7 separate regions of the Mus musculus genome follow, and regions 1, 3, 4, 5, 6 and 7 are each linked to region 2. The links are chromatin contacts, called in public Hi-C, HiChIP or PLAC-seq, Micro-C and promoter capture Hi-C maps. All regions are on one chromosome and are shown on one strand. The core of a region is the stretch at or near the end of the contact, and the rest is flanking DNA. Distances in the headings are between cores, read along the strand shown.

Region 1 (3,719 bases), core at 983-3,482, 600 kb before region 2:
TGGAGGTACATGCCTGTCAATCCCAGCACTCATGAGGCTGAGTTGGTAAGATGACCACCTTGAGGCCAGACTGGCCGTAATGTGTACATGCTCACACACACACACTATACACACGCAAGCTGGGCACTGTGGAACATGCCTTTAATCCTAACACTTAGCAGGTCAATCTCTGAATTCCAGGCCAACAAACAAAGAAAAAACCTAAGTTCTAATTCTGCCCTTAGTCTGGTGGTTTTCTCCCCAACTTCAACCCCTCCGTTCAGTTCTCCTGCCAGCAATCCCTCCTGACTCATCTCTGCACACTTATATCCACCACTTCCTGGAAAGCCCTCCTGGACTAAGCCCATTTCCATCAAATTCTTTTCTGGATTTGTTTTTAACAGAGTCCTACTGCGTAGCCCTAGCTGTCCTGGAACGCATTACGTAGACCAGGCTCCTCTTAAACTCATGGATCTGCCTGTCTCTGCCTCTTGAGTACAAGGCTGTAAACCACGCCAAAATGCTACCAGCAAATACGCCTTAAATTTGTGATCCCTTAGCATCTTGTACCTTGTACCAGAGTCAAGCACTTGATGTTATTCCTCCCTAGAAGTTGTTTTGCATTTTCTATCATTTCCCACCGCAGAGATACAACAGGGACAGCACCTTTCACATTCTCTGTTATACAGCTAGCAGCAATAAATGCTCCTGGAATGACTTGACTCAACAGCGAAAAACGGAGCTGGTCTTGCAATTATTTCTAAAGCAAGCAACTGGCTTCTCACTTACAATATTCCATCACCTTCAACATGTATGAGTCTTTGGAGATGAGATTTAATTCTGCCTCAGTTACATCGATACGCGTGAAACGCTGCACACAAGATCGCATCTACACTTAAGGTAAAGGCTATTCACACATATGTGATGGTACCCGTTTCAGGATTCTTATAAAATGTCTACTGGTCTTGCGGCAGCACGCCTGCCAGCGATAGGAAGCTGGCACCGGGCTCTTGCAAAAGGGGCGAAACTCTAGTTGGCAGTAAAATGCTCAAACACGTGAGCCTCCACTGTTAAACAAGGCTCATTAACCTCACAAACTTGCTGTATCAGCTCTCTGCCTTCCACAAAGTGCTGTGATCTTCTCTGGTTATTGTTGAGAGCCAATGATGGGTTAAATTCCCATAAATTAACCAGTGCTTTGGTGGTTTGCCCAAGCAAACTGCTGGCATCGGTGTGGATGGATTTAATAGACCGGCCCGCCCGGGGAGCCCGAGGTGACTAAAGAAAGCGTCCAACCAACGCTTCCCAACAGGGAAAAAAAGGAGACTAAAGAACTCGAGCCGATCGCTCTCCCGGTAGTTAGTGCTTAGTGTCAGCTTATCGTGCAAGACTTAGGGGTGAGCTTCGCACGCGGCTGCTGCTCCCCCCACCCCCTAAATCTCAGCTGAGTCTCGCTAAGGGGCGGTAAAGTAACACTTCGGTGGCTGCCCAACTTTCTTCTCGCTGGACGCCTCAGTTTTTCCACACTCTGGAGCCCCACAAGAGGAGGTCTGGTGGCCGGGGCGGAGGGAACCGGCGAGCCCCGCACAGGCGTCAGGGTGGGCAGAAACAAAGTGCGCGCAGGCGAGCCCAGGCCGCCACCCCGCCGCCTCCCGCTCGGCCCCCGCTCACCCTCCAGCAGCACCTCCTTGCCCGCGCGCTTCAGCGCCTGCACGGCCTGGTCGTGGGTGGCCTGGCGCAGGTCGGTGCCGTTCACCGACAGGATGGCGTCGCCCAGCCGCAGCGCCCGGCTCTGGTCGGCCGCCAGCCCCGGGAAGATCTTGGAGATGAGGATCGGCATCCGGTTCTCGCGGCCGCCCTTGATGCTGATGCCCAGGCCGCCCGCCTCTTGCTTCACCACTCGCACTCGGCGCACGGGCGGCGAGGCGCTCGCTTCCCCCGCGGGACCGCGGGGCGGCGCGGGAGGGCTGGGCGGCCCCAGGCCACGGTTCGGGCTCCCGGGCAGAGACTCGCCGCCGCCGCCGTTCGGAAGACCGTTGAAGGCGGCCGCCGGCGGCTCAGGCTCGACTGCGGCGGCGTCGCCCGTCAGGCTCAGGCTCTCGCCACTGAGCTCGGCCACCACCCGCACCCAGCGCTCCCTTAGAAGCAGCTCCACCAGCCCCGCTTTGGTGGCCCGCGTCCACACCGCCATGGCCGGCCCTGCTCCCGCAGCCGCCGTTGCTGCAGCTCCCCCGATTCCAGTCAGGCAGCCTCGGCGCTTCCCCCTTCCCGCCCGAGGGGGGCGGACCCCTCCCCTCCCCCCGGCGATTCATTATTCATGAGGGCCACGCCCACTTTCCGGAGGGGCGGGGGGAAGGCCGGCGAGGCCGCTTCCGGGAGGCGAGGTTGTCCTGGTTCACTGAAAGCTCTTCGGAGGTGGGCAGCGCCTCGTGCAGCGAGGCACCCCGCCGTCCTTTGCTTTGGTTCTCCGTGACCTCCTCGAACTCCTCACCTCTTCTACGAGAGCTGCCCGGGCAGGGAGAGCAAAGTCAGCTTGTAGAGAGGCTCTTTGCGATCCTGCAGGGCCGGGTTGGCGCGTTCATTCTTGCATTGATTGGTTCATTGCAAAAAAAAAAAAAAAAAAAAAAAAAAGCAGCCCTGAGCGCTCAGAGGTGTGCTGGGCTCCTTTTAAGGCCCTAGAGACACACTGAATAAAATGCACCTCAGCCGAGAGAGCTTGTGGTCTAATGGGAAAGAAAAACAGAGGCAACCAGCTAGGTGTGATTCTCTGTGGTTAAAAAGACTGCAGACCTCCCTAAGAACAGGATAAAACAACATTTGGTTAGTCTTGGTGTGAGCACAAGCAGGGGACACAGCATAAGTGACATGGGATCAAAGGTGTGGATCCAAGACTTTGTCACTGCTTTTAAAAATCACCTGTCTGCTGGCCTGTAATTAGAGGGGACCTGTCTTCTTCTTTTTTTTTTTTTTTTTTTAAAGATTTATTTATTATATGTAAGTACACTGTAGCTGTCTTCAGACACACCAGAAGAAGGAGTCAGTTCTTGTTACGGATGGTTGTAAGCCACCATGTGGTTGCTGGGATTTGAACTCTGGACCTTTGGAAGAGCAGTCGGGTGCTCTTACCCACTGAGCCACCTCGCCAGCCCGGGACCTGTCTTCTTAAGCACTGGGAACCCACAGTGCGCAAGGTCAAAGACATTTGCAGCATGCTGATGTTTTAGAGTTCCCCACAGACCAACGGGTATATATAGTTAACAAAGATTGTGCGAGATTAGCCACAAGATTATGAGGCTAAACTCCACAATCTGCCATCTGCAGAAAAAGGCTCTGAATCCAAATCCAAAGACCTGAGGACTAGGTAGAAATCTGAAGCTATCAGAAGACCAGAGAGGCCTGAGGGGGCAGAAGCGGGGGAGCAGGGTCGGAGTGGAAAGCTACTATGTAAAAGCTGGCCCAGTCCATGAAAAACCAGGAGCCCTGAAGTGTGGCAGGAGAGCGATGTCCCAGTTTTCATAGAGTGAGTATACCGCGTCTTACTGTTCCCTGGCAGCCCTCACCTGATTGGATGGTGCCGGTTCCCACTGTTGAGGACAATCTTCTCTACTCAGGTCACCATGGAAAAAATTTCTTCCGGAAACAGACACACCCAGAACGGTTTTACATCTGTCCATCCAGGCAGGCGTCTTTTAGCCCAGTCAAGTGAACACACACACACACAAAAATTAACCATCTGTGAT
Region 2 (3,869 bases), core at 26-2,525:
TTTTTTGAAGGTGTATGCTGAAATCAGATAAACCGCTGTTCATTTTCAATAACTATAGGTAAATCTCAGCATTTGTTGAGTGCCTCCTGTATGTCAGAGGTTGTAGACACGGAACTATAAATATGAATAATACAGGACTTGCCTCTGCTTTATAAGTTTAGTTTCATGAGGAAGCTGGGTGTGTAAACATGCAAATCAAATAGGGGAAGTAGAGGCTGACAGACACAGAAGATGTGCAACACTCGGCAGAACATCAAGGAAGTCGTCACACATCAAGGCAACATTTAAACTGGGGCTTAAAGGATGTTGAGGAGTTGGAGGACGGCATGATGGAGGGGATCAGAGGAAGAGAGAAAAATCAGTACTCAAGGCTTGCCAGTTTCCAAAGTTCAGAACGATGCAAACGAGAGTGGAGTCCAATTCTCAAGGGACTTTCCAGCTTTGCTGTGAAAAGTGGATTTGATCCCAGAGGCCCGAGGAAGCCTGTGAAAGGTTTTAGGCAGAAGCAGCTCACTCTACCAGAAAGTACTGAAGGAGAGACTGCAAAAATGTGGGGACAAGAAGGAAAGGTCCTAGTGGCGCAAGGAATGTGGCCAGAAGAAAAAAAACAAAAAAAAAAAAACAAAAAAACAAAACAAAACAAAAAAAACAAACAAACCTTCAGTGTCAGAATTAAGGAAAAAATATAAAAGTTCAGATTGAGGTGTGAAGGTCTCCTCCAGTATCCTTTATCTCTGGTGGGGAGGAACCAAAGCGTCTCGCTCTCGATTGGCTCCACCGAGTGTTGCAGCGAGGCCGTCTCGTTACCTTTCTTCCTAGACAGGGAAACTGAGGCCCAGGGTCCTCAAGTAGAAACAGAGAGAAAAAGATAACCGAATCCGTCTTCCAAGACGCTAACCACAGATCACATGTGGTCTTGCAAGGGTCCCAAGGCCTGCCCCACTTCCCCATCCCCCATTCCCCAAGGGGCTGAGTTTGCTATGGAAACAGTCCTCCCACCCTCCTCCGCGCCTAGGGCTCCTCAATGCACTCTGGGAAATGTAGTCCATTTGTTTACAAGCCCGCGGCACGAGCCCACTCCACAGCCCTAAGAGACTACATGTTCCAGCAGGCAGAGCAAACACTTGGGCGGTCTCTGGGGGCGAGGTCCCAACGGAGGGACCGGAACCTCCCAATAGGCAACCTCCTGGGCGGATCCTGCGTCTCCATTGGCCAGAGCAGCTCGCGGGAGGCGGGGTCAGCGGAATGAGGCGCGGAGCTGTTCGCCGCTCCAGGTGCTGAGTCCGAGGGAGGCTCCGGATGCCAGAGCCGCGGTCGCTGTAACCATCGCCGCCGCGAGAGCCGTCTCTAGGAAGCCCCGGTCGCGAGGAGCTGGGAGGCGCCGCGTGCGCTGCCCCGCACCGAGCGCCCTCCTGTGCGCCACCTGAGGTGGGTGCTAAGGACTTGCTTTTGTTTTATTGAGGAGAGGGGGGCCTGGGGAGTTGATGGGACGTGTCCTCGCCGCACTTAACACCATCTGTCCGTGGAGCTGGAGGGACTGACTGCGGGCCTCTTCGTGGCCCAGGGCCTGAGGTCGGAGCAACCTCGGCTGGGTTTTGTCGTATGGTGAAAGAGCTTCTTGAGTGTAAGGGATGAAGGGCTGGAAGACCCTCTCTGGTCTCTCGTAGGAGAGCGTGAAAAAGGCTTGGAGTCTCCCTTTTCCTGCGCCTAAAGTCAAGGCTGCTTGGGTTGTTGAGGATGGAGGGACTGTTCTGGGATGAGAGGTTTGGAGATAGAGGGACCCTTCCTTACAACACCCCAGCTCGAGGCTGCAAACAGGCTGCAAACAGGGATTGGGATGTGACTGATGAGACACCTCCCCTCCTCTTAGACTCTCCTAGGTTTCGAGTTGTTAGGGAGACCCTTCCCTTTGCCCTCCTTTACATCCAGGCTCTCCCCTTATGACTTGCTCACAGTTGGGTTCTTTGTGGGATATTTGTTTTTGGGAATGGAGAAAGTGAAGGGCTGCAGGACTCCTCCCCACCCTGCTCCAAGCACTGATGGATGCTTGGGTCTTCTGTGATGGAGCCGCACCTAAGGTCTGAATAGCCTGGGTGTGGGAGGTGGGTAGAAGTGAGAGTCTGAGGTACCCCTCCCTACCTGGATCTTATTTCCCAGGCCCTCTCCACCTAGATCCAGGTCCCAGGCAGTAGAGAGTGGAGATCATCTCTCTTGCTCCGCCACACCCCGGGAATTAGAGCTCCAGCACCACGGCTAAGAGTCTAGATGGGCACCTGAGGGAAAGGACCCAGTGGTCTCCCTCTCCAGCAACCCGCAGCTCCTCCGCGTTCGCGGATCCTGGAGGGATGCTCCGCTGCATGCCGAGCGCGCTCCAGATCTGGACGCCGAGATCTGGTACCCTGCGAGCAGGGGTTGCTCTCAGGTGCCCGGCTTTCGCGCTCTGCCCAGGCATCCACGGGAGGACAAAGCGGCGGTGGCGGCACTGGCAGGCGTGCAGGGCTGGACTGCGCGAGGGGCGCGGCTGAGGAAGGGGGGCTTCGGGCGCGGCACGGGTAGCTTCCACGGAAACGTGCTAGGAGAAGAGAGAGCGAGAGAGACAAAGCGCGCTCGCTCCTCGCGGGCCCGCGCGAGCCGGGATGGAAAATCCCGAGGGAGGAGGTGGCTGTGCTGTGCTGGGTCCTGTGCCATACACTCTTCTCTGTCCCCACCTTCCAACCCCACTGCCAGTCCTGCCCCAAGAATGCGATGGGATTGATGGTTACTAGAGGCAGGACTTGTGACCACGAGGACAGGGATGACCAGGGACTCTACCTTGCAGTTGAGGGGATCTGAAGAAGCATGCTGACTAAACCCATTCAACCTCATGCCCTATCAGCTATATTAGGACAAATTTGGTTTTGTGGCTAGATGTGATTTTTATTGATAGTGGTGTGTGGGGCAGAGCGTGAGTGAAAATGTGACTGGATGAATGTGTCTGTCCATGCTCCAGTATTCACGCGTGTGCCTTGCTGTGGTGAGGCTATGCATATGGCTGGGGGAGGGGTGGGAAGAAGGAGGAGGAAGAGGAACCAAGCTTAGATGTAGAAGGTAGCAAGACAGTTATCCTTTTAACTCTCAAGTCACAGTTGCTGACCTAAGGTTCAACTTCAGGATGAAGGCAGCTTTAAACTGCCTCGGGTCCAACCTGAAGGACTGGCTATATTCCAGTCAGTGAAACTTCACAAGAATGTGACACCCTCTTTAGCCCTTTGGGCACCCAAATCTGACCCTGAAATCTTTATCAGTCCTCATTCCCTGGAGCACCTTATCATGCTGTAGGGGGCTGCCCTAATGACCAAAACCTACCTTATCACAACCACTGGCTGCCAAGGAAGATTTGGGAAGTCTGTCAATAGAGGCTGGAAGGGGTATATGAGCAGAGCTGGTAGAGCTACAGGGATATTACCAGTAATTGGTCACAAATGGAGACTCAGAAACACCAGGTACAAGCCAGTAATGGTGGCCACAAGCCTATAATCCCGCACTTGAAAGGTTGAGGCAGGAGGATTGCCACGAGTTAGAGGTCAGCCTGAACTATATAATGAGACTCTGTCTTAATATTCCTAGAAGATGAATGCAGCCCTCTCAGCCTTATTAGTCCCAGCCACTGACCTAAGTTTCCCTACCACCATCGCTTTTACCACAAAGTTTTTTCAGGTCGCTTCAAGATTATCTCCTTCACATAAATTAAGGGGATAGATTATGGACTGTGAAAGAACCAGGCAGTGGAAACTCCAGTCAGCCAAGCCTACCTGATCCTTTTCCCTAAAGTGTCCACTGCCAGCATCCACAGTGACCTCTGCTGGAAGGAAGTCAAGCCAAAGCACAAA
Region 3 (3,798 bases), core at 648-3,147, 530 kb before region 2:
TGACCTTGCCCAAAGACTTACTGTCCATGTCCCCAAGAGGGATGCTAATGGTTCCTTGCTTCTCAGATCTCAGGTAATTTCCCTGACAATGGATGCACATTAGCCCCTAAGGGCTTTCCCAGGTGGGAGCGTTAGGAAGCAGTGTGGGAAGGAGCGGCTGCCCTCCATTCCTGTCTCTTTAGCTACCTGTCCAGATTGGAGAATCCTTGTTTTAGACAATGACCCCTCACTTCGGAAACCTGCTTCAATCCTGGTCTCCCTGAATCCAGGCACCATCCCAATAGGAATAGACTCTGCTGCCAGAGATATCCATCACATAGGATGGGTGCGGAACAGTCACTGCTTAAATCCGCAAAAGCATTCTTCCAGCAGTGTAGATTGGAAAGAACTCTTGGCAGCTTGGCCTCTCCGGGAAGCATGTCCTCTGGGCGGCCTGCCCTACCAGCCCCGGGAGCCGCCGCATGCTTCCTCTGTAGGACTCCCAGCCCTCCTTGCACACACCCAGCTCAGGGAGCCCCAGGCATACGTCCCCTGCCTAGTCTCCAGCTAGAGCTGATACATAGGGGACGCTGCGGGCCCTACTGCCCGCCTCGTTCTGGGAAGGGACGGGAGGTGCTGTGGCTGGCCCAGCAACCTGCGTCCTGGCGCCCCGCCTCGGTGCAGTTCCAGAGGCTGTCCGGTCAGGTCCAAGGCAGCTAAGGAAGCTCTCGCCACGCTCCTCACCCGGCTTGAGCTTCACCCCGCTGGCTAAAGCCACACAGCCACACCCACGTGCAGGTTTCCCACGACTCTGCTGGGAAGGAACGGAAAAGCCAAGGAACAACTGCCAGCCCAGACCCTACTCATCTTCTCAGGGCCCCAGGTACCTTGGCAAAGGAGTGCCTGCAAACAAAGGCAGCATCCCTGCAGTTGCCAGCCCCCTCCATCCGGGGGCCAGACCCCCTCCCCCTCAGGAATTAAGAGGTACCCATCTCCCTACAGAAGACCCAGGAAGGTTCTGCAGCTGGATATTCTATGTACAGTCAGGCTCTGGCACGGGCTCTTGTTGAGGTCCTCTGCCCAGAGAGGACACTGTATTTCCCCAAGCCGGTTAACCAGAATGTGATCTTATATCCTGGGCCGCTTCCTCCATCCTCTCAAAAGAGATCCAAGAAAGCTCGCCCAGGCTAGCTAAGGCGCACTTAGATTCAAGGGCACGAGGGTGGGGGCGCTTTACGGGATCCATGTCCCATAGGACAATGAAAAGAAATAAAAACCTCCAGGCAAGGACGCACACCTCCCTACCCAGCAGTAGAACTTTGAGGGCTGCAAGATTAACAGCAACTCTCCCACTGACAGGTGCGCCCTGCAGCCGGGCTCACGCACGGCAGTACAGAAACTTGCACTAGCGGCTGGAGCTCCTCCAATCTCTCCTAGGCACCCTTGGACCTCTCTGAACCGGCAAGGAGGAGGAACTCATCTCACAAACCTGTGCTGTAGGGACCAGATCGCTGGAGATCTCGGTGTCCCCGCAGGTGTGAACCCCCTGCGGGCGTGAGTTGGGGGGAGGGGCACTCTAGCCTCGCTCCCCGCACAGCCTCCCTCCACCCCCAATTCATTCACAAAACAAGAGCCGCAAGGGAGGAAGGGAGGAGAGGCTGCGGGAGCCCAGGATGTCGGAAGAAAGGGAGGAGGGGGTAGGGAACATGGTGCAAGCGACTGCCGCCGGGAAGCATTGAGCGGCCGGAGCCCCAGGGTCCCCAGGTCGCGGTAAGAGGCTCCGGCCCCTTGGGTGCGCTCACCGTGCCGCCGGCTGCCGGCGTTCCGGTGCTCAGCAGGCCCGCGGCGGCTCCATGCTCCTCCTCCGGCTCCCGCCGCCGCGCACTGCCTCCACGGTGCCGCTGGGGCTCCGACTGACGACCGCCTTGCCCAGCAGAGCCGCCTTAAGTATCGCGCGCGACCCACTGGGAAAGGCGCCCTCCTCCGGCACCAGGGCAGGGAAAGTTGGCAAGAGTGGGAGGGCTCCCGGAGCCCGCGGGAGCGCCCGGTGCCCGGCCACCGGCTGGCGCTCGCCAGACTCGGGGTCTGTCGTGGACCTAGCCCCTCCGAATCGAGAGTCGCAACCTCTGCCTCTAGAAAACTAGGGACCCCCAGTGCAGCCCAAGGCTCAGCTGCTCCACGCCGACCTCCGGGCCAGCAGCCTTGGAAAGGCTGTCATTGTCCCTAGCCTAGTACCTGAAGCATCGTTAACTTTCCGGATGACCAGTGGGGACCTACAAAATCGTTCATGTCCATCCCCGCCCCCACGCCCCGCTCCCGAAACCTGGAAACCTACTCACCCTGCAAACGGGCTACCCCAGAAAATCTTCTGAACGCCAAGGGGCGGCTCGCTATGTGAGGGGACTCCCTAAAAACCTTCCCGGTGGCAACAGAGAGGGACAGAAAAGAAAAATTGTCAAATAAAAGGAGGCTGGTCAAAGAAGGTGTTAACTATTATGACAAGCTGAGCTTTGAATTCCGCAGCGGGGCGCTGATGACTTTAAGGCTGTTTGCAAAAGCTGCAGATTGGTCTAGCAGGAATCCAGGAGGTTCCGGTCTTAAAGCCCAAACGGCTCTTCCTCCCCACCTTTCTTTCCCACGTCCCGACCTCTTAGGTCCCCATCCGACATCCTCGCTGGCAGTTCCGTGGTCCCTGGAAGTTGGTGTAGACTCCTCCGGTGAGGTGAAGCCGAGAGGGAGTCCAGGGGAGAAGAGTGTTTGTTAGAGGTAGAAACTCTAGAACCAGCTGGAGATCTCGAGGTTTTACATCTCAGAAAAACCTGAAGAGAAATTGTAATTAAAGACTAGTTTTAAAAATGAATTTATGGGTCCTCCAACCGTCAGAGATAACTTCGCAGGCGGAAACAATTTAATAGGCATGTGAGCTGCTCCAGTCAGGAAGCCATCCCTCTCAGACATGCCCATAGGTCACTTAGCCACAGAATCCACAACACAGCCACCCTGGGCCCCTGCTCCGCCCACTCCCACCCTGACAGACAAAATCAAAACCTTTCACCCTGCTTCATTCAGGAGAAACACCACTGCATGGGCTAAAGGGCTGGGCAGTGAGTGAGTTTGTTTTGTTGAGACAGAGTCTGTAGCCCGGGATAGGCCTTTGAACTTCCCATATAGCCAAGGATAGATAAACCTGAACTTCTTATCCTCTTTAACTCCGAAGAGAAGGATGAGGGCCACCACACCCAGTTTATTCACTGATGGGGACTGAATCCTGAGCTCTGTGCATGCTTTGTCAAAGTTCTAGCCCCAGCTCCAAAGAGTGTGCTCTTAAAGGCTGTTGAGATGGCTCTTTGAGTGATGACACTTTGGACCAAACCTGAGTTCCAGTCTCTGGGACATGTTGGAAGGAGAAGGCCAACTAGCTCAAGTCCTCTTCTGACCTCTACACAATGATATACACATCCACGATAAATAGATAAGATATAGAAATAACGGCTGGTATTGACCCATGTTGTCATGTGTGCTGAGCTACCAATGGTCAGAGGGGCCCTGCTATAGCCTGCAATAGATACTCAGAGAAGTAGTGTCTGGGTAAAGAGGGTTGCTCAGGAGTCTGTCAGCTTGTTTTACTACGGGCTGTGACAGTATAAACCTCAATGTCTCCATGGTAGAAATGAGGTAGAGGAAGGACTGTTCCAAGATTTGCAGAGTCCTCGAGAGAGTACATGACAAGCCACAGTCACTTCAGCCTGAGATGGCTTCATCCGGCCAATCCAGCTGTTCAGTTACAAGCAGTTTCTAATTGGTGTTTAGATAAATCTG
Region 4 (3,702 bases), core at 823-3,322, 770 kb after region 2:
GTGGGTTTGGTTTTGGCTATAAGGGATTTTTTTGATCTCTCTTCCAAAGAAACCTTGGGTCTAGTTTTTCACTTCACTGCTGCATGGTGATACTGACCCTCTTTGGTGCCCTTGACAAAGTTCCTGGAAGCAAAGGAAACAACATGTCCTAGGGAGACTAAGTGAACATCTGTGGGGACAGAAATTAAATTAAGATCAGAGGGCCGCCTGCCTTATTATTGCTAATGGTTCTAGCATGACCCATCCCTAGGTTCTGCTCTTATGGAAATTTTGGGGTCTGGACACCCTATCTTGTTCCCAAAGTTTAATTGGTTCCTGGCTGTCTCATGCCAAATTGGAGATGTTCTAATAGAACACCCAAAGGTTCAGGTCTTAGGGAGAAAGCCTGAATTGTGCCTCCATTTTCCAGGGAGGCACCTCATGCCCTGGCTACAGGAAGCAGTCACGTGTGGACCCTTTATTAGGCACTGCCATATAAGCTCAGGGCACAAGAGACCAGGACATCCCTAGGCAAAGATCAGCAAGCAAAGGTAAGCACAAAGACTATACAGGAATTGGGACTTTCTGGGAGCATCTCTCTCAGCGCTGGTAGGGTACCCTAAGGATGAGGAGAGACTAAATGGGGGTTTTCCTGCTGAGCCAGGCCATGCTGACTGCAATGTTGCTGAGTTGTGTTCTGCTGTTGGCACTGCCTCCCACACTGGGGGTCCAGATGGGCGTGGCTCCACTGAAGGGCATCAGAAGGCCTGACCAGGCTCTGTTCCCAGAGTTCCCAGGTGAGTATGGTCAGGTTGGGGATATGTGGGGCAACGACCATTGCTGGCCACAGACCTGCCCGCCCAGGCTTAGACCTCCTTCCCCAATCCCAATCCCAACCTAGGGAGGTGGGTACTTGGTGCATGGTGGGTGTGGCCCTCACATCTTCTGCCCCAGGTCTAAGTCTGAATGGCCTCAAGAAGACAACTGCAGACCGAGCAGAAGAAGTTCTGCTGCAGAAGGCAGAAGCTTTGGCGGAGGTAACTCATTAGGGAAAGGGATAAAGTAGAAGGTAGGGCGCATCAGATACCATCATCTCTCCCCACTTCCGGATTACCCAACCTGGGCAGAACTGCAGCCCCTCCCTGACCTCAGTCCACTGCCACCCTACTGGGGTCGGGGTTTGAGAGTTTCCTGAACCTTATTCCCCTACGAATGCAGGTGCTAGATCCACAGAACCGCGAGTCTCGTTCTCCGCGTCGCTGTGTAAGGCTGCACGAGTCCTGCTTGGGACAGCAGGTACCTTGCTGCGACCCGTGCGCTACGTGCTACTGCCGCTTCTTCAATGCCTTTTGCTACTGCCGCAAGCTGGGTACGGCCACGAACCTCTGTAGTCGCACCTAGCCAATGGATGTTGTTTGGGCAAAGGCAGGGGATGAGAATAAAGGATGGGACGGTTTAACCTTAAAGCTGTGGTTATTTCAAACGTGGCTGTCGAAGGGTTGTCGGGGCGTCGTCATGCTGGAACCACACACACCATAACCTCGGGGTCTAAGCTACACCATCATCTGAACCACATATATGGGCGAGTTTAAGGCACCAGGCCCCTTGGGGAAATCAGAAGGCCACACCCCGGTCCTAGAGAACTAGTGCAACAAACGCCGGGAAAGCGGGCGCAGTGCGGCTTACCGGGTGTAAAGTCTAGTTGGAGGATAACCATTTGGCTCCGAAACTCTCCCCTCCTCTTCCTTGGACCTCGGTTTCTGTCTGGTAGGAGACAGCCTCGACAGCCTAAGGAATAGCACACCCGCTCAGCTTTACCCGGCTGGCCCTAATGAAGCCAGACAGAAGCGCCAAACCCAGGAAAACTCAACTTAGGGCCCACCTCGCATCCTGAGGGTATTAGCACCACCACGCGGTCGATTTCCATCATCGACCTTTCTTTGCTCTCCGCTAGGCGCTCCAGGGCCGCCTTTCCTTAGTGCGCAGGCGCCGGGAGGGCAGTTATAGCCGGTCGGGCACTCCAGAGTAACGCATGCGTGCCAGGGTGCCCGGAAACTGGAGCCATTTAAGAGCCAGGCCCTACTGCGGTCACGTGAGACGCGGTGCGTCACCTGACGCACTTGACAGCCCGCTGCGGCCGCCGCGTCAGCTGATCCGGGGAGTCTAGTTGCGTGCGGGCAGATCGGGGCTCTCTGGTCCCGCCGCCCCCCGCCTCCCCTGCCGCCTCCCACCCCCGCCGCAGCCATGTCGTTCTTCCCGGAGCTCTATTTCAACGTGGACAATGGCTACTTGGAGGGATTAGTGCGCGGCCTGAAGGCCGGGGTGCTCAGCCAGGCGGACTACCTCAACCTGGTGCAGTGCGAGACGCTCGAGGGTGAGCCGCGGGTCCGGGCTGTCTGAGGGGGGCCTCCCTGAGCCGGGAAGGGCACGCGAGGCCTCTGGGAACCCGCGAGCTGATTGATGGTGGGCATGTCAGGAAGGAGTCTGCCTCTAGCTGCGGCTCTGCGCGGGGGCCCAGACGTAAACAAGCCTTCAAGAACCGCAGTGGTTTACCTGGGCTCGGGTTGCCTCTAACCTCGTCGAGCTAGTCCTATAATTTAGAAGGACGGGTCCCCGAGGATTGGTTAGCCGGCGCGACGAGTGCGCCTCCAAGCTTCTTCCCCCTGGCCCAACCCTAGGCCTGTTGGGTGGCAGTGCCTAGGGAAGTTAGATGGAAAAGGCTTCTCTCCTCCCCCAAGGGCTTTAGAATCGTTGTGTCTTGGTGGTGTTGGTCTGAGGGTTGGGTCGTCCTGGGGAATTGCTAAGCCAGTTTAGCGAGAGGTTCCTCCCAGCTCTGAACCGCTGGCTGTGTAGAGTCTTCAAGACTGTTTGGAAAAGCAAGAGGTGGCTCTGTAAATCAGAAATTCACGTACAAGTATTTGGCCCCAACCTGCATTCACACCCCACCCCAGCACTGTTGGGGCACCAGTTTGTTTGTTTGTTTCTTTCTTTCTTTCTTGGTTTTTCGAGACAGGGTTTCTCTGTGTAGCCCTGGCTGTCTTGGAACTCACTCTGTAGACCAAGCTGGCCTCAAACTCAGAAATTCACCTGCCAAGTGCTGGGATTAAAGGCGCACACCACCACGCCCGGCAGGGCACCAGTTTCTTACACAAGAGTGACAGAAAGCTAAGTTCCTCTTTCTTTCTTTTCCTTTTTTTTTTTTTTAAGATTTATTTATTGTTATATGTAAGTACACTGTACCTGTCTTCAGATACACCAGAAGAGGGCATCAGATCTCTTTACGGATGGTTGTGAGCCACCATGTAGTTGCTGGGATTTGAACTCAGGACCTTCAGAAGAGCAATCGGTTCTCTTAACCGTTGAGCCATCTCGCCAGCCCCCAAGTTCCTCTTTCTTAACACATAAATCTAAAGCAACAGTTTCCAACTTGTGGGTCACCATCCCTTTGACGGTCATAAGGGTCACCTAAGACCATTGAAAACCACAAATATTTATGGTTAACAACAGTAGCAAAATTACAGTTGTGAAGCAGCAATGAAAATAATTTTTATAGTTGGGGGTCACCACAACATAAGGTGTTTTAAAGGGTTGCAGCTTTAGGAAGGTTGAGAACCACTGATCTAAAGTTAGATGGCTCAACTGTAGCAGATGTACTAAGCTAGAGATGTCCCTAATTCTAGACCCTCCACGCACATGGTAGTAAAGGACAGAGACATGAGTTCC
Region 5 (3,968 bases), core at 745-3,244, 690 kb before region 2:
ACTGTTGTTTTATTAGATGACATAATGCTGATCTGTCCTCTAAGTATTTATACTTATCTCCACAGATATAATCTAGGCCAGAGAAGTTGCTCCTCTCAGTGGTGGTGAGTTGGTTAGATGATTAGCAGTCAATGCAGACTCCTAACTGAGATTAGTGTCTATTGAGGGAGGGCTCAGCCCTGAGAGTTATCACCCATGTCCCCAAGGCACAAGAAAAAAACTGGAAGAGGGGAGGAAAGAGCCAGAGGCTGGAGGGGTGCTGTGAAATGCAGCTTACCTGCACCAGATGAGCTCACTAAGACCAATCAAAATTTAAGAAGCACTAACTGGGCACAGCGGGTTACTGAGAGGGGGGGCACAGGAGTAGGGGGTGGAGCTGGAAGTACACAAGACCCAGACTCATGGTTGACATGTATGAAACGTCAAAGAATAAAGGAAATCCCAGGAAAAAAGAAATCCGCTTCCTACCGGAGTCTGACAGCCTGAATTGAACATCCAGAAGAGAACCGATGCGTGCATGTTATCCTCGGACCTCCCCACACGGGCAGGTCATGGGAATGCGTGTGCGGGCACTGTCATACCCAGACAACACATGCACACCATACATACATATGCACGCAAACACAACAACGTACAATGCCACAGAGTATGCTACATGGGACAGTAGGGCTGAGGAGCAGTGGTTAAAGGCGTAGAGTTTCTTTGGTGATGATTCAAACCTCTAAAAGCCCTGGATGGTACAGTTTAAATATGTGACCGTTATAGCATGAGTGCTAGCTCTTCATAAAACTGTTTCCTAAAAGTTGGATAATATTCTTGGTTCACATGTAGTGCTAACTCTGGCCAGGCAGGTGGGATCAGGCCGAAGTTGGTTTAACCCTAAGAACAAACAGAACAGTTTCTGCAGTGAATGGTGGGTTCTAGTTCTGAATTCCATCTAATTTCAAGCCTAGAACAGAAATTTACTCCTGTATTTCTACTTGGAGCAGCCACCACCACCACCAGATATGCAAATATCACTCACTCTTTGATGCTCTGGCTAAAGTCCCTTCCTTCATAAAGTCTTACTTGGTTCCACCCAAACGCTTACTTTATTAGCAAAGGCTTACCGAGTACATGATATGCTGAACCTATGTTATAATTGCTTTCCCTGAATTATTGTCTCAAGTCGTCTGACAACCACCCTACAAGGGCACTGCCTATTTTAGTGATGAGGAAATCCAACATTCCAACATCCAAAACCTAGACACACTGGTGAGTGGCAGGGCTGGGATTTAAACACAAGCCTGAGGCCTGACAGTGTTTATGCTTTCTGACAGCTCTAGAACGAGCCCTTCCTTCATCCGGGCGGCGCCACCCCAGCATCACCCTGCAGGACGTAGGGAATGAATGAAGGGTGGCTGGCCGAGAAACCCGGGGCTCGTTGGAAGCAGCTCAGGGGGCTGCCAGGGCGCCTGGCAGGAGCGGGTGAACGCCGCTCCCGGAGCGACCTGCGGGACCCGGGCGCGCTCAGGGGGAGGCGGCGCCGCTGCAAGGCGGCAGTTCAGCCCCGGCTGCGCGTCCTGGGCTCCGGCCCGCCGGTTCGGCTTGGGCCGGGGCTCAGTGGAGACGTCCTTCGGGCTCCGAGCGCGGGAGAGGCTGCAGCGCGGGTGGGACGAGGCAGCCTGACAGGGACCGCCAGGCCGGGCTCCGAGGAGGCCACCGCCCGTCCGCTCCGCGGCCCGCAGGCCCTGCCGCCTTGGGCCTCCGCGGGCGCGCCGCACCCAAGTACCTGGAGGGTTGACGTTGTCATTTCATATCCTGGGTCCGCCCCACACCCCGCGGTGCTGCTTGCGGCCTCGGTCCGGCTCGGAGGAGCCGAGGTGGTGGGTCCGCCGCTTAGGAGCCCGGCAGGTCGGCTCTCGGCGCGGGCAGAGCTGCCACTAGCAGTGGGAGCCGAGTCCGAGGGTGAACGAGGAGCGCGGCCCAGAGCGGCCCAGCCCGAGTCACGCGGCTGCCGCCCTGTGGCCATGGCCTGCAACTGCAGACACCGCTCCTCTAAGAGGGGCGGGGCCTGCCGGGGGCGGGGTCTGGTGGGATACCGGTAAAGGGCCAGCCCGAAGGCCGGTAAAACCGGAGTGAGGGGCGGAGCCGCCGAGTGAGGGGTGGGGCCGACGGGGGCGGGGCCTGGTAGATCCGGGAGAGGAGCGGGGCTGGACGTGGACAAAGATGGGGAGTTCTGGGCGGAGTTGGGAGCCCAGGTGGGCGGGGCCGACCAAGGGCGTGCCTTGTGAGAGAGTGAGGGGCGGGGCGGAGGGAACAAGTAGAATCTGTACCCCACTTGAGTAAACCTAACCATAAAAAGTAAACTCCCTGGAGCTGTGTTTTCCCGCTATTTAATAGGTTATGTTAATTAGTATTTACCTTGCCTGTCTTAGGGGACAATGAATGAACTAATGTATACATAGTGAATGTCACACTGTGGGTTCAATCCCAGGTAACTGTTATGAGAGAATGATTCTAAAGCCTGTTTTGTGATGGTTTTTATTTTTATTTTTTTTTCAAGACAGGGTTTCACTGTGTTGCCTTGGCTGTCTTGGAACTCAGGCTGTCGACCAGGCGTAACCTCGAACAGAGATCCACCTGCCTCTGCCGTCTGAGTTCTGAGATTAAAGGCTTGTACCACCACCAAGTTTGTGCTAGTTTTTAACTGTTAACTTTTCTGGGCCAGCGAGATGGCTCAGCAGGTAAAAGCACTTGTGCACAAGACAAATGAGCTAATATCCCCAGTTCCTGCTGGGTGGAAGAAGAGAGCAGACTTCTTATAGTTGTCCTCTGATTGCCACACTCCTGCCCACCCAAACTCTCAGAGATCTGCCTGCCTTTGCTGGGATTAAAGTTTTGGGTTGCCATGCCCAGATACTTCTTTTTTTCAGGCAGGGTCTCTCTCTCTGTGTCAGGTGCAAAGGAAACTGCATTTCCTGAGATTCTGGAGCTGCTTCCCCTTTATCAAAGGAGCCACGTCATTTCCCTTACCACTGGCAGAAGGAACATGGCTGTCTGAGGTGCCTGTCAGCATAGGGAAGCGCACACTAGCCTCCAGGTCTGTGGGCTAATGTGCGCTTTGCTCCCTCCCCTAAACGTCACTCATGGGCTTCCCTTCCCCAGCTACTCATTTCTCCTCATAACCCTGCGATTTCAGCTCTGTGCCCTCTTGGTCTTGTCTTGTCTCTCCCTCTCTGCACAGCTCCTGCTCCCCTCACAGTCAGGTCCAGTCAGCTGACCCTATTCAGTCCACTCTGTTCTTTCTCAGCTCTGGGCTCTTCCGGATGCCTCTGACTGTTCCCTCCCTCATAGCTACAATAAAGATCATGGTGGCACATGCTTTTAATAACCTGCGCTCAGGAGCCAGAGGCAAGAGGATCTCTTGTGAGTTTGAGGACAGCCTGAACTATACAGCAAGCTCCAAGACCAACAGGACAGCATAAAGAGACCCCGTTTCAAAAAACCAGTCGGGGCTGGAGAGATGCTGGAGAGATGGCACAGCAGTTAAGAGCACTGGCTGCTCTTCCAGAGGTTCTGAGTTCACAGGAAGAAAAAAATTATGCCAAAAAGAAAAAAAAAGACCCCAGGAGTTCTAGAGGCTGGAGGTCTAAAACTCAAGTTACTGGTAGGGCCATGCTCCCTTGAAGCCTGCTAGGCGGAAGGCACACTTGCTGGACACCCTTGGAATTCCAGTGACTCGTAGATCCATCACTCCAGCCTTTGGACACCCCATCATGTCACATGACACAACCATCTCTCCTGTGGGTCTTTCCTAACACTACTCATACATAAAATAAGCAAATAAATCTTTTAAAAAAAGAAAAACAATCAACCATCCAAACATTGTGTTTAGTGGTGTGTGTGAGTGTGTCTGTGTCTCTGTGTATGTCTGCCTTGTGCTGACTAAGGAGTCAGTTTTCACTCGGGATCAAACTACGTTTGCC
Region 6 (4,329 bases), core at 190-2,689, 630 kb after region 2:
TGTGCCATGTCAGCCTCAGAAGACAAAGAAAACAAGAGAAGAGCCCAGGGACTGCCACTCACGCTCCAACCCCAAGGTCTCGGCGGCGGGTGCGGATGCGCTGGCCACAGCGGGCGGCACAGGAGCCCCGCCACTCTTGCGTTTCTTGGCTTTTTTGTGCTGTTTCGAGGACAGTGAGGATTCACTGTGGCTGCCTTCTGGCTCCTCCTTCTTCTGCAGCACCCCCGGTGGCAGCTCAACTTCTGACCTAGGATGGACATGGTGCTTGGCCCTGGGAGGGCTGGGGAACCCAAACCTGGGACAAGAGGCCTGAAAGAGGCAGGCTTCAGTCTTTGGTTCCTATATCTTGAGCCTAGGGCTTACCCCTGCCTGTCCACTAGAGCTAGTTAGCTGTCCATTTCTTAGACAGTGAAGCTCCAAGCCCAGTAGAGGCTCAGCATTTATGGTAGCTCAGTCTCCTTGCAAGATCTAGAAGTCCCAAATCCATACCAACCCCCCAGCCCCCAAGTTCTAGAGTTGGGAGTGAGGGGTATTGGTCAAAGACAAGAATCTCTGCCTTGAAGGAATGGGGATTTAGGAATCTCCGGGCATAAGACCCACCTTCCCAGCCCTTCCCTCCGAAAGCCCTCTCACTTTCTCTTGGGCCCATGAGCTGGTCTCACGATGGATGACGTAGGCTTGGGTCCTCTCTCCTCTCCTGCTTCCACCCCTGCATTGAGCCCTTCCTCTCCCACCTTTATTCCTTCCTCCTGGAGCTCTGGCTCTAAGCTGTGCCCCACGGGACACTTGTCTTCGCCTGGGCTCCTGCAGGTCTCATGTGCCGGCACCAGACACTCTTCTGTTCCTGGACACTAGAAGATACACATAGGTCATTGGGAGCCGATGGCCAGGCAAAGTATTGTGGGGATCAGTTATTCAAAGCCCAAAGCTGCTGCAATTGGAGTACATCTCCCTTGGTTGGGGGGGTGGTGGTGTCTCCTAACTACATATTGGCCACAAAATATGAAGGTAACCAGCTTAGGCCTCTCTACTTGTAGGGCTTGGCCTGGCAGTTAGAGGGTTGGGTTACCTAGAGTCCCACCTCTCCTGCCCTACCCCTCCATCTCCCGAGCTTTGAAATGCCCAAGTCACCTCAAGGCTCTCTGCAACCTGGGCTAACCCTACTGCTGCCCCATTCTGGGTTTCTGGCTGCCTCTTGGCCCCTTCTGAGGCCATAGGCTATGAGGAATCAGTGCATCCCTCGACAGTTGATCAGAGAAAACCTCAGGCCCAGAGCGGGGCTGGACTGGTACTCAGTGCTGGTAGGGGAGACAGGTTGAGAGGTAAGGCTCCTGTTGAGACCCGAGACTTAGAATCACTCCTCATCTGGAACTACAAACCCCAGAAGGCTGTTCGCCTTAGTCATTTGACCCCTGACCTCAGGAAGCCATTTGTTGCCAAGCAACAGCAACTCCTACCGGCTTGCAACAGTTGGCGGTAAAACTGCTCCAGTGAGAGCCCTCGCTGGGGCTTGGCGGGGGAGGGGCGGCGAACCCCTCTGGGCAGTGGGCTAGTCGCGGGGCGGTGGTACAGTCTGCGCCTAGAGACGGGCGGTCGTCGAGGGGTGGGGCTCGGTGATGGGGGCTACCGCGGGGATGCAGGGCTCGGGTGGAGGGTGGAAGCACCCGACAGGGATTAGAGGGGAAAGTTGCGCAGCGCAACAGGCCCTGGTGCACTGTTGCAGGGCTGCGGTAGGATCATGTGCGAGGGCCCGTCCCGCATCTCTGGACCCATCCCCCCAGACCCCACTCTCTGCCCGGACTACTACCGGCGGCCGGCCTCGGGTGAGTTGCGGGGTGCCTCGGCGGGGCGAGTACCCCGCCCCACCCCTGAGCACGGCTTTCCACCGCGTCTTGCTCCTCAGCCCAAGGACGCCTGGAAGGAAACGCGTTGAAGCTGGACCTGCTGACTTCAGGTCGGGACCTGGACTCCAGTCCTCCTCGTGGCCCTCGCATCAGGCCTGAAGCCCGAGAGATCCTAGAGCGTGGCCAGCGAGGCGTGGGGGACGTGCTGCTGCAACTGGGGTGCATCTCCCTCGGTTCGGGGGTCTCTCCTAAGAGTAAGTCCTTGCAGACGGGGTATTGAGGCATTCTTAGGTCAAAAGCAGAGATTAAAATAGGGTGCTTCTTAATTGCCTTGAGCCCATGCAGTTAATGTTCTTTTCTGGGTCTTAGTTTCTCTAGCATAAAAGAAGGGCAAAATACAATACCTCCTGGCAGGATCAGAGTCTATCCTTCTGCAGAAAGCCCTCGCTTCAAGCTTTCACACCTTGATGGAGCATTGTTTACTTAGTGCCTACTTTGTGCCAAACCCTGTAGCTGTTAGGAAAACGGGGTTAAAAAGTATGGGAGTCGTCCCAGGGTAGGGTAGTATCCAAGGGAGGCTTCCCCTTCTCTGAGGAGAAGAGAAAGGGGTAATGGGGGGGGGGGGATTTGGCACAGGCAGGACTGGGAGTAGAGGGGCTACAATTGGGATGTGTGAATTTAAAAAAAATTGGCGGGGGGAGTATGGGAGTCACAGTTGGAGGCAATGAACAAGACAGGCCATGTGTATAATATACACGGTGATTAATGGTATGCTAAATCATAAAATGTAGAAGATAACCAGGAGGGTGACTGTGGAAGGGAATAAGCTGATAACTGTGCTGTGGGTATGATGTCTAACTTCCATGAAGAGGCCTTGGTTGTATTTAAAAATGTGTGTGTATGTGTGTGTGAACCCAGGGCCTCTCTTCTACCAGACATCTCCCAGATTGTCTGAGAGGTCTTTCTGCCAAGGGTAGGGTGTGAATCTATATTCGATCTAGTCCGAGGTGCATGGCCATTTGGTAGGGCTGTCCCTAGCAATATTCCTCCCTGCACCCTTCCAGGGAAGAATCCAAAGGACCATGAGAAGGAAAACTTGAGGCGGATCAAAGAGATTCAGAGGCGCTTCCAAGACCAGGAACGCAGCCGGGAACAGGGTCAGCCTAAGCCACTGAAGGCACTGTGGCGCTCACCCAAGTATGACAATGTGGAGTCTCGAGTCAAGGCCAGGATGAAGGTATCTGTCCCAGGGAGGCAGACCTATCCATCTTGGCCAAGGCAATTATATCTGATCTAACTTACAGAGCATGTGTGTGCGTGCGTTCATGAGTGCGTGCGTTGGGGGAGATGGTGATCACAAAAGACTAAGACATCTGGGTGGACTTTCTCTGGGGAGCTGATGGCATCAGGTCAAGGATTAGGCTAGAGGAAGAGAACATTCCACAGAGATAAAACCCCACAGGTAGATTCTGGCATCAGAGGGAGTAGGGGCAATGGGCATAGTGGGCATAATTCAGTTTGTAAGGGGGAGAAGCAGAAGGTTTGAACAGAAAGCCAGCAGGGTACATATCTGAAAGAACTACCTAAGTTACCTAGTTACATGTGATATTGGAGATGGAATCGTGAGACACATGCACACTAGGTACTCATATAATATACCCACGACCTTCCTGCTAACTCATTCTCGGTTCCCCTATCTCTGTGTCTCTGTTTCACGCAGCCCAGGCTGACCTCAAACTCTTTGACTTTCTTTTTTGTTTTGTTTTTGTTTTGGTTTTTTTTTTTTTCGAGACAGGGTTTCTCTGTATAGCCCTGGCTGTCCTGGAACTCACTTTGTAGACCAGGCTGGCCTCAAACTCAGAAATCCGCTTGCCTCTGCCTCCCAAGTGCTGGGATTAAAGGCATGGGCCACCACGCCGGGCTACTCTTTGACTTTCTAACTCTCCTTTGTCCACCTCCTGAGCGCTGGGATTAAAAGTGTTCACTACCACACTACTTTCTCTTTTTCTTTTAATTCATTCATGACTTCTTTGAGATTAAAAAAAAAAATTACATGTCTGTGTGGCTACATGATTGTCTGTGCACCAGAGTCCAGAGGAGGGGATGGGCCTCCTGGGACTGGAGTTACAGAGAGCTGTGAACTGTCCTGTGCTATTGCTGAGTTGTTTCCTACTCCCACCCCCAACCATACCCCACCCCCACCCCACTATCTCCACTGCTACTTTGTTTCTAGACAGAGTCTCCCTGTGTAGCCTAGAATAGCTTCAAACCCATTATGTAGCCCAGGCTGGCCTTGAACTGGCCTAATTTTCCTGCCTTAGTCTACCGGGTTTGGACCACCACTCTCAGCTCATTTCTTTGAGTTTATAGCTTGCTCTTTAGCCCCAGGCTCTCCTTGGGTTCTCTCCATCACCTATCCTGGCCCTAAACCCTTACTCTTTCTCCTTCAGCCTCCTGAGACTACGGGCATGCACCGCTATTTCTT
Region 7 (4,096 bases), core at 533-3,032, 960 kb after region 2:
CACCCTGCCAGGCCTTGGCCTAGGCGCCTGTCCCAGTGCTCCCGGCCCCACACGGGTCACCCGCACACTCACACCCCTGGGACGTGCAGTGGGGAACTCTGAAGCCGGGAGGCTACACCACCAGAGCCGTCGAACTAACGAAGAACAAACGCACCGCAGCCTCGAGGATGGGTACAGCGAGGCTGCCCAGATTCCAAGGGCGCCACCTTCTGGTGGCTCGAAGGGCCGCAAGGCCGCTGTGGACGCGGCGCTCTCTAGGGGCTGGAGGACCGAATCACAGGTTCTTCCGGAAGGCGCCGCTCTGCAAGGCCGAGGGTGCGGAGGAGAGCTGGGACCACGCCTACTGCCCCCTGCCTAGAGCATCCGCGCCCGCCGGCCGCTGGGTTCCTACTCTCAGTGCCTCGGAGACTTGGCGAGCCCTCCCTTGACTTCTCATTCTGCCGACCCCGGCAACATTCATTCCACTGTGCTCACTGTGCTCAGAGCTGGAACTGTCTGAAAGGGTGAGTGAGCCGTGGCTCTGCCGATGGAAAGAAGGCTCTTGCACGAAGCAAAGGACGCCCTTGTGGGAGGAGGGCAAGGCTCCTTTACCATTCCCGTGATGGGACATGGGAATACTTGCCCAGCTTCCATGTACAAGATGAGGACCACTCAAGCCCTCGTGGTCCTCAGAGCTGTCCCACCACCCACCACCACACACTCACACACACACACATGTGAGTCCATGATTAGGGGCCGTCTCCAGAGAGACTCCCTATGCCCTGGTAGCTGCGTGTGGATAATCTTCACGGATAGTGGGAGGGACCACCACTCCTCTGTAGCCTGAATCTCCCCTTCAGGTTCTCAGGCCCACCCACCACGGAACAGGTTGGATGGGCTGTGAGGTGTAACTCAGTAGCAGAGCCCTTGCCTGACTTGTGTGAGCCCCCAGGTTTAATTAATAAAACAAACAACAAAAAGACAGAGAAATAAATTAGAGATAAACGGTGACATCCCATGACTTGTTAAACCCGGAAGGTGAAGAGGGTAGGTAGCTATGTCTCTGGGTGGGAATTGACCCAGGCCTGCCAACATACATAAGGCTCAAACCCTCATTCCCTGAGTTCTTTTTCCCTATCCACAGAAAAGGGTGGCTAAGAAAGCTGGTGCCCTGGGGCCAGAGACCAGCTGAGATCTGGTTCCATCACTCACCTCTTGTGGGCTGTTCCAGGGACCCTTTTCTCTTTGCACCTCATCTTCCTCTCCTGTAAGACAAGAAAAGCATTCTTTTCTCCTGGGGTTGCCCGATGGACCAGGGAAATCCTGATGGATGGATCAGATATCTGTGTTCATGCCCTGCCTTCCCACTTCACCCTTCGTTAGGGAATCTTGAACTGATGAAAGACACTGGGATAGCTGGGAGACCCCTACTCGTTCTTAACTCTAAAGTCTGGGGTCCTTTTGGAGGAAGTGGGCCTGGCCTAACACTCTTGAATTTGTGGAAAGATCATAAGAAAAAGGTTATCTGTGCAACCAGACAAAGGCATGTAGCCCCCACACCATGGCCTTGGTCCCTGGGAGGAGAGGACACTGGACATAATGCCTTCCCTGGCTCTAAGTCAGGCGATTCCTTCATGAATCTAGTTATCAGCTGCAGCCATGGTAGAAACAACAGGCGTCCCCACCCATCTCTGACTCTAAGGCAGATTCTGAAGAGCAAGGGGCAAGGCTGGCCTTGGAGTTGTCCTTCTCCAGCCCCAGCTCCTAGGCATGTCTTCCATCTCTCCTTCCTCTAGCTTCAGTGAGCATCAGGTCCAGTCTTGGCTTCTGTCCTTGGTTCTTGTCCCAGGCCACCCCCACTGAGTCATTGCCCCTCCCTCCCTCTCTCCTTCCCTCCCTCCTGCTTCTGAGGCTCACCTCCACCCACTAGCCAGGCCCCCAGGAGCTGTAAGAAGATGGACTTCCCGGGAGGAACATAACCCTTCCCAGGGATGAAGCAAATAAGAGGCATCAGGTCTCAGGCCCTAACTGACCCAGGCCCTCTGAACACAGCAGGCGGTTGGGGGAGCGCAGGCACGCGTGCTGAGACAGAGGCAGAACTAGGCTGTGGTTTTCTCACTCCACACAGAATGTGCCCTGTAAGCAGGCAGACTGAATATTGTCCACTTTGATATTTCGAGCTCTGTATGTCAGGCCTGGCACAGAATAAATATTTAGGGGTATCTAAGACTAGTCACACCGCCCCTCCCGTCCTGAACTCTTCCCACGTGGGTGACGTGGAAACCAAGGTTAGAGAAAATGACTGACAGACAGACTCAGACAGAAGAGGCAGAGAGCTGTGAGGCACACGTATCTGGGATGGGAAAGGCATGGAACAGCAACAGGGACAGACACTGGCCCAGTGCGGGACAGTGGGGGGCTAGGCCTGGAGCCAACCTGGGGTGGCTGACCACAGCGGGCTTCCAGAGCTGAGCTTGCAAGTCTGAACAGTGACTCACGAAGGCCATCTCTGGTTCTGCTGGTTGCTGAATCTACTCAGAGAAGTCTTTTCCACTGAGATTGTAGAATGTGGACAGCCCCCCCCCCCACTCCGCCCTCCCCCCTCCCCAGCCCTCCCTACCTCTCTTTTCTTGACAACATCCATCCATAAGGAAAGAAAAGGGAAGAAAAGAAAAGAAAAGGCGACTCCTTAGCTTTGGAGATCTGGGGATACATTCCCTTAAGTCTGTGTATGACTTAAGTCCCTTAAGCCAGGACCACTGTAATCAGCAAAGCAACTGATTTCTCAAACCTCCCAGACCCCTCTCATCTTTGACCCAAATAAACCCAGGCTCCTGGGAGTGGCATTCAAGGCCACCAGGGGCATCACAGCCTTTTCTCTTAGGTCCCAGACTGCATGGGGAAACAGAGCTGACTAAAACCCTGTTGTCTCAGACCACCTTCTTTGACGTAGAACGGCCCTCATTGTGACCAAAGAGTGCATGCCTCTAATCTAGGGCTTGAGATGAAAGGGCTGGACGATACACAAGTTCAAGGCTAGCCAGGTCTAAAAAAAAGGGGAAAAAAAAAGTTCCAGACAAGACAGAGCTTCATAACAAGATCCTGTTGTTTTTTTAAGATGGAGGGAAGCTAGGGAGATAGCTTTGTGGATAGCATAAGGCCCTGTGTTTGATTCTCAGAACACTTTTTTTTTTTTAAGCTAAACATGCTGGCACACTTGTAATCCTAGCACTGGGGAGGCAGAGGCAGGCAGATCCTGGGCTAGCCAGCCCAGCCTAAATAGCAAGCTCTAGGCCTATGACATCTGGATCCCCCCTCTCCATTCATTCCAGGTAAGATAACCACCCTGTCATTTTTGTCCAATCAAGTGGCCAAACTTTTTTTTTTTTTTTTTGGTTTTTCGAGACAGGGTTCCTCTGTATAGCTCTGGCTATCCTGGAACTCACTTTGTAGACCAGGCTGGCCTTGAACTCAGAAATCTGCCTGCCTCTGCCTCCTAAGTGCTGGGATCAAAGGCGAGCACCATCACTGCCCTGCGTGGCCAATTGACCTGCTTGCTCCTACAGAGCAAATGCCTGATAGCTTTACCTAATTCTCAAGCTGTGCTCACTAGCTTTTTGGGCTTCCCCAAGACCTGTTAAATCAAAACCCTTGGAGTAGGTGGGTGTGACCACACATGCCTTTAATCCAAGCATGGGGGCTGGGGGAGGGGCAGGAAAAGGGGATAGGGAGAACAGGTATGGGCAGGCAGATCTCTGTGAATTTGAGGCCAGTGTGGTCTGCATATTGAGTTCCAGGTTAGCCAGGTCTGCATAGTGAGACCCTGCCTCTAAAAAACGGACACCTTGGAGCAGGCTCAGAGATCTGTTGTGACAAGCTCCCCAGTTATCCTGACTGAAACCTGGTGGGAAGACTTCTTACAGTTTGGTCCTCTTCACCTACTCTGAGCCGCTGAAATAGCATCCCCAAGGCCCTTCCATGTCAAGCTTTCCTTTCTTGGAATCCACTATTGGGGCTTCCAGATAATCTACTTCTTCCTGTCCCCCTTCTTCCCAGGACCCAGAGACCCACAGCCTTTTCCATGCAACTTTACCTTGCATTATGAGCAAGATAATGC

What was found. Promoter capture Hi-C pulls out the DNA fragments that hold promoters and counts their contacts. A called contact is a pair of places that touch in the nucleus more often than the background predicts. HiChIP or PLAC-seq counts read pairs in DNA pulled down with a chosen protein or histone mark.
Region 1: a FOXA1 HiChIP or PLAC-seq map of pancreatic cancer cells shows a contact between it and region 2. The contact joins the promoter of Sntb2 here to the promoter of Smpd3 in region 2. A contact is called at or near these places in 2 of 115 datasets of contacts at active chromatin or transcription factors (astrocytes and pancreatic cancer cells).
Region 3: a Micro-C map of embryonic stem cells shows a contact between it and region 2, with 2.9 times the contacts expected there. The contact joins the promoter of Has3 here to the promoter of Smpd3 in region 2. A contact is called at or near these places in 6 of 39 promoter capture datasets (the 3T3-L1 cell line, cranial neural crest, embryonic stem cells and 3 more), 1 of 484 Hi-C or Micro-C datasets (embryonic stem cells) and 1 of 115 datasets of contacts at active chromatin or transcription factors (embryonic stem cells).
Region 4: a promoter capture Hi-C map of pre-B cells shows a contact between it and region 2, with 2.2 times the contacts expected there. The contact joins the promoter of Atp6v0d1 here to the promoter of Smpd3 in region 2. A contact is called at or near these places in 4 of 39 promoter capture datasets (hippocampal neurons, liver and pre-B cells) and 1 of 484 Hi-C or Micro-C datasets (memory CD8 T cells).
Region 5: a Hi-C map of cardiomyocytes shows a contact between it and region 2, with 3 times the contacts expected there. The contact joins the promoter of Vps4a here to the promoter of Smpd3 in region 2. A contact is called at or near these places in 1 of 39 promoter capture datasets (hippocampal neurons), 1 of 484 Hi-C or Micro-C datasets (cardiomyocytes) and 1 of 115 datasets of contacts at active chromatin or transcription factors (embryonic forebrain).
Region 6: a contact with region 2 is called in a promoter capture Hi-C map of pre-B cells, with 4 times the contacts expected there. The contact joins the promoter of Enkd1 here to the promoter of Smpd3 in region 2. A contact is called at or near these places in 3 of 39 promoter capture datasets (hippocampal neurons, liver and pre-B cells) and 1 of 115 datasets of contacts at active chromatin or transcription factors (pancreatic cancer cells).
Region 7: a promoter capture Hi-C map of liver shows a contact between it and region 2, with 2.3 times the contacts expected there. The contact joins the promoter of Plekhg4 here to the promoter of Smpd3 in region 2. A contact is called at or near these places in 1 of 39 promoter capture datasets (liver) and 1 of 115 datasets of contacts at active chromatin or transcription factors (large pre-B cells).

Annotation. Positions count from the first base shown.
Region 1 is chr8:106,934,253-106,937,971 of GRCm38.p6, reverse strand. It overlaps Sntb2 (syntrophin, basic 2), which reads right to left and starts at 2,232. Exons shown (of 7, transcript NM_009229.5): 1 at 1,651-2,232. The coding sequence starts at 2,170.
Region 2 is chr8:106,335,371-106,339,239 of GRCm38.p6, reverse strand. Smpd3 (sphingomyelin phosphodiesterase 3, neutral) reads left to right here and starts at 1,275. Exons shown (of 9, transcript NM_021491.4): 1 at 1,275-1,428. 4930506A18Rik (RIKEN cDNA 4930506A18 gene) reads right to left here. Exons shown (of 3, transcript NR_126091.1): 3 at 3,486-3,869.
Region 3 is chr8:106,868,935-106,872,732 of GRCm38.p6, reverse strand. Has3 (hyaluronan synthase 3) reads right to left here and starts at 1,897. Exons shown (of 4, transcript NM_001331048.1): 1 at 1,782-1,897.
Region 4 is chr8:105,564,434-105,568,135 of GRCm38.p6, reverse strand. It overlaps Atp6v0d1 (ATPase, H+ transporting, lysosomal V0 subunit D1), which reads left to right and starts at 2,072. Exons shown (of 8, transcript NM_013477.4): 1 at 2,072-2,353. The coding sequence starts at 2,224. It overlaps Agrp (agouti related neuropeptide), which reads left to right. Exons shown (of 5, transcript NM_001271806.1): 2 at 410-530; 3 at 644-776; 4 at 934-1,016; 5 at 1,198-1,441. The coding sequence starts at 647. The coding sequence ends at 1,380. It overlaps Gm38250 (predicted gene, 38250), which reads right to left and starts at 1,956. Exons shown (of 4, transcript NR_168532.1): 1 at 1,862-1,956; 2 at 1,666-1,767.
Region 5 is chr8:107,029,295-107,033,262 of GRCm38.p6, reverse strand. Vps4a (vacuolar protein sorting 4A) reads right to left here and starts at 1,994. Exons shown (of 11, transcript NM_126165.2): 1 at 1,772-1,994. The coding sequence starts at 1,792.
Region 6 is chr8:105,705,318-105,709,646 of GRCm38.p6, reverse strand. It overlaps Enkd1 (enkurin domain containing 1), which reads left to right and starts at 1,439. Exons shown (of 8, transcript NM_198299.2): 1 at 1,439-1,490; 2 at 1,724-1,823; 3 at 1,904-2,098; 4 at 2,909-3,081. The coding sequence starts at 1,739. 4933405L10Rik (RIKEN cDNA 4933405L10 gene) reads right to left here and starts at 1,358. Exons shown (of 4, transcript NM_027655.2): 1 at 1,132-1,358; 2 at 634-851; 3 at 63-247. The coding sequence starts at 1,215.
Region 7 is chr8:105,370,958-105,375,053 of GRCm38.p6, reverse strand. It overlaps Plekhg4 (pleckstrin homology domain containing, family G (with RhoGef domain) member 4), which reads right to left and starts at 1,782. Exons shown (of 23, transcript NM_001364406.1): 1 at 1,192-1,782; 2 at 155-301. The coding sequence starts at 1,235.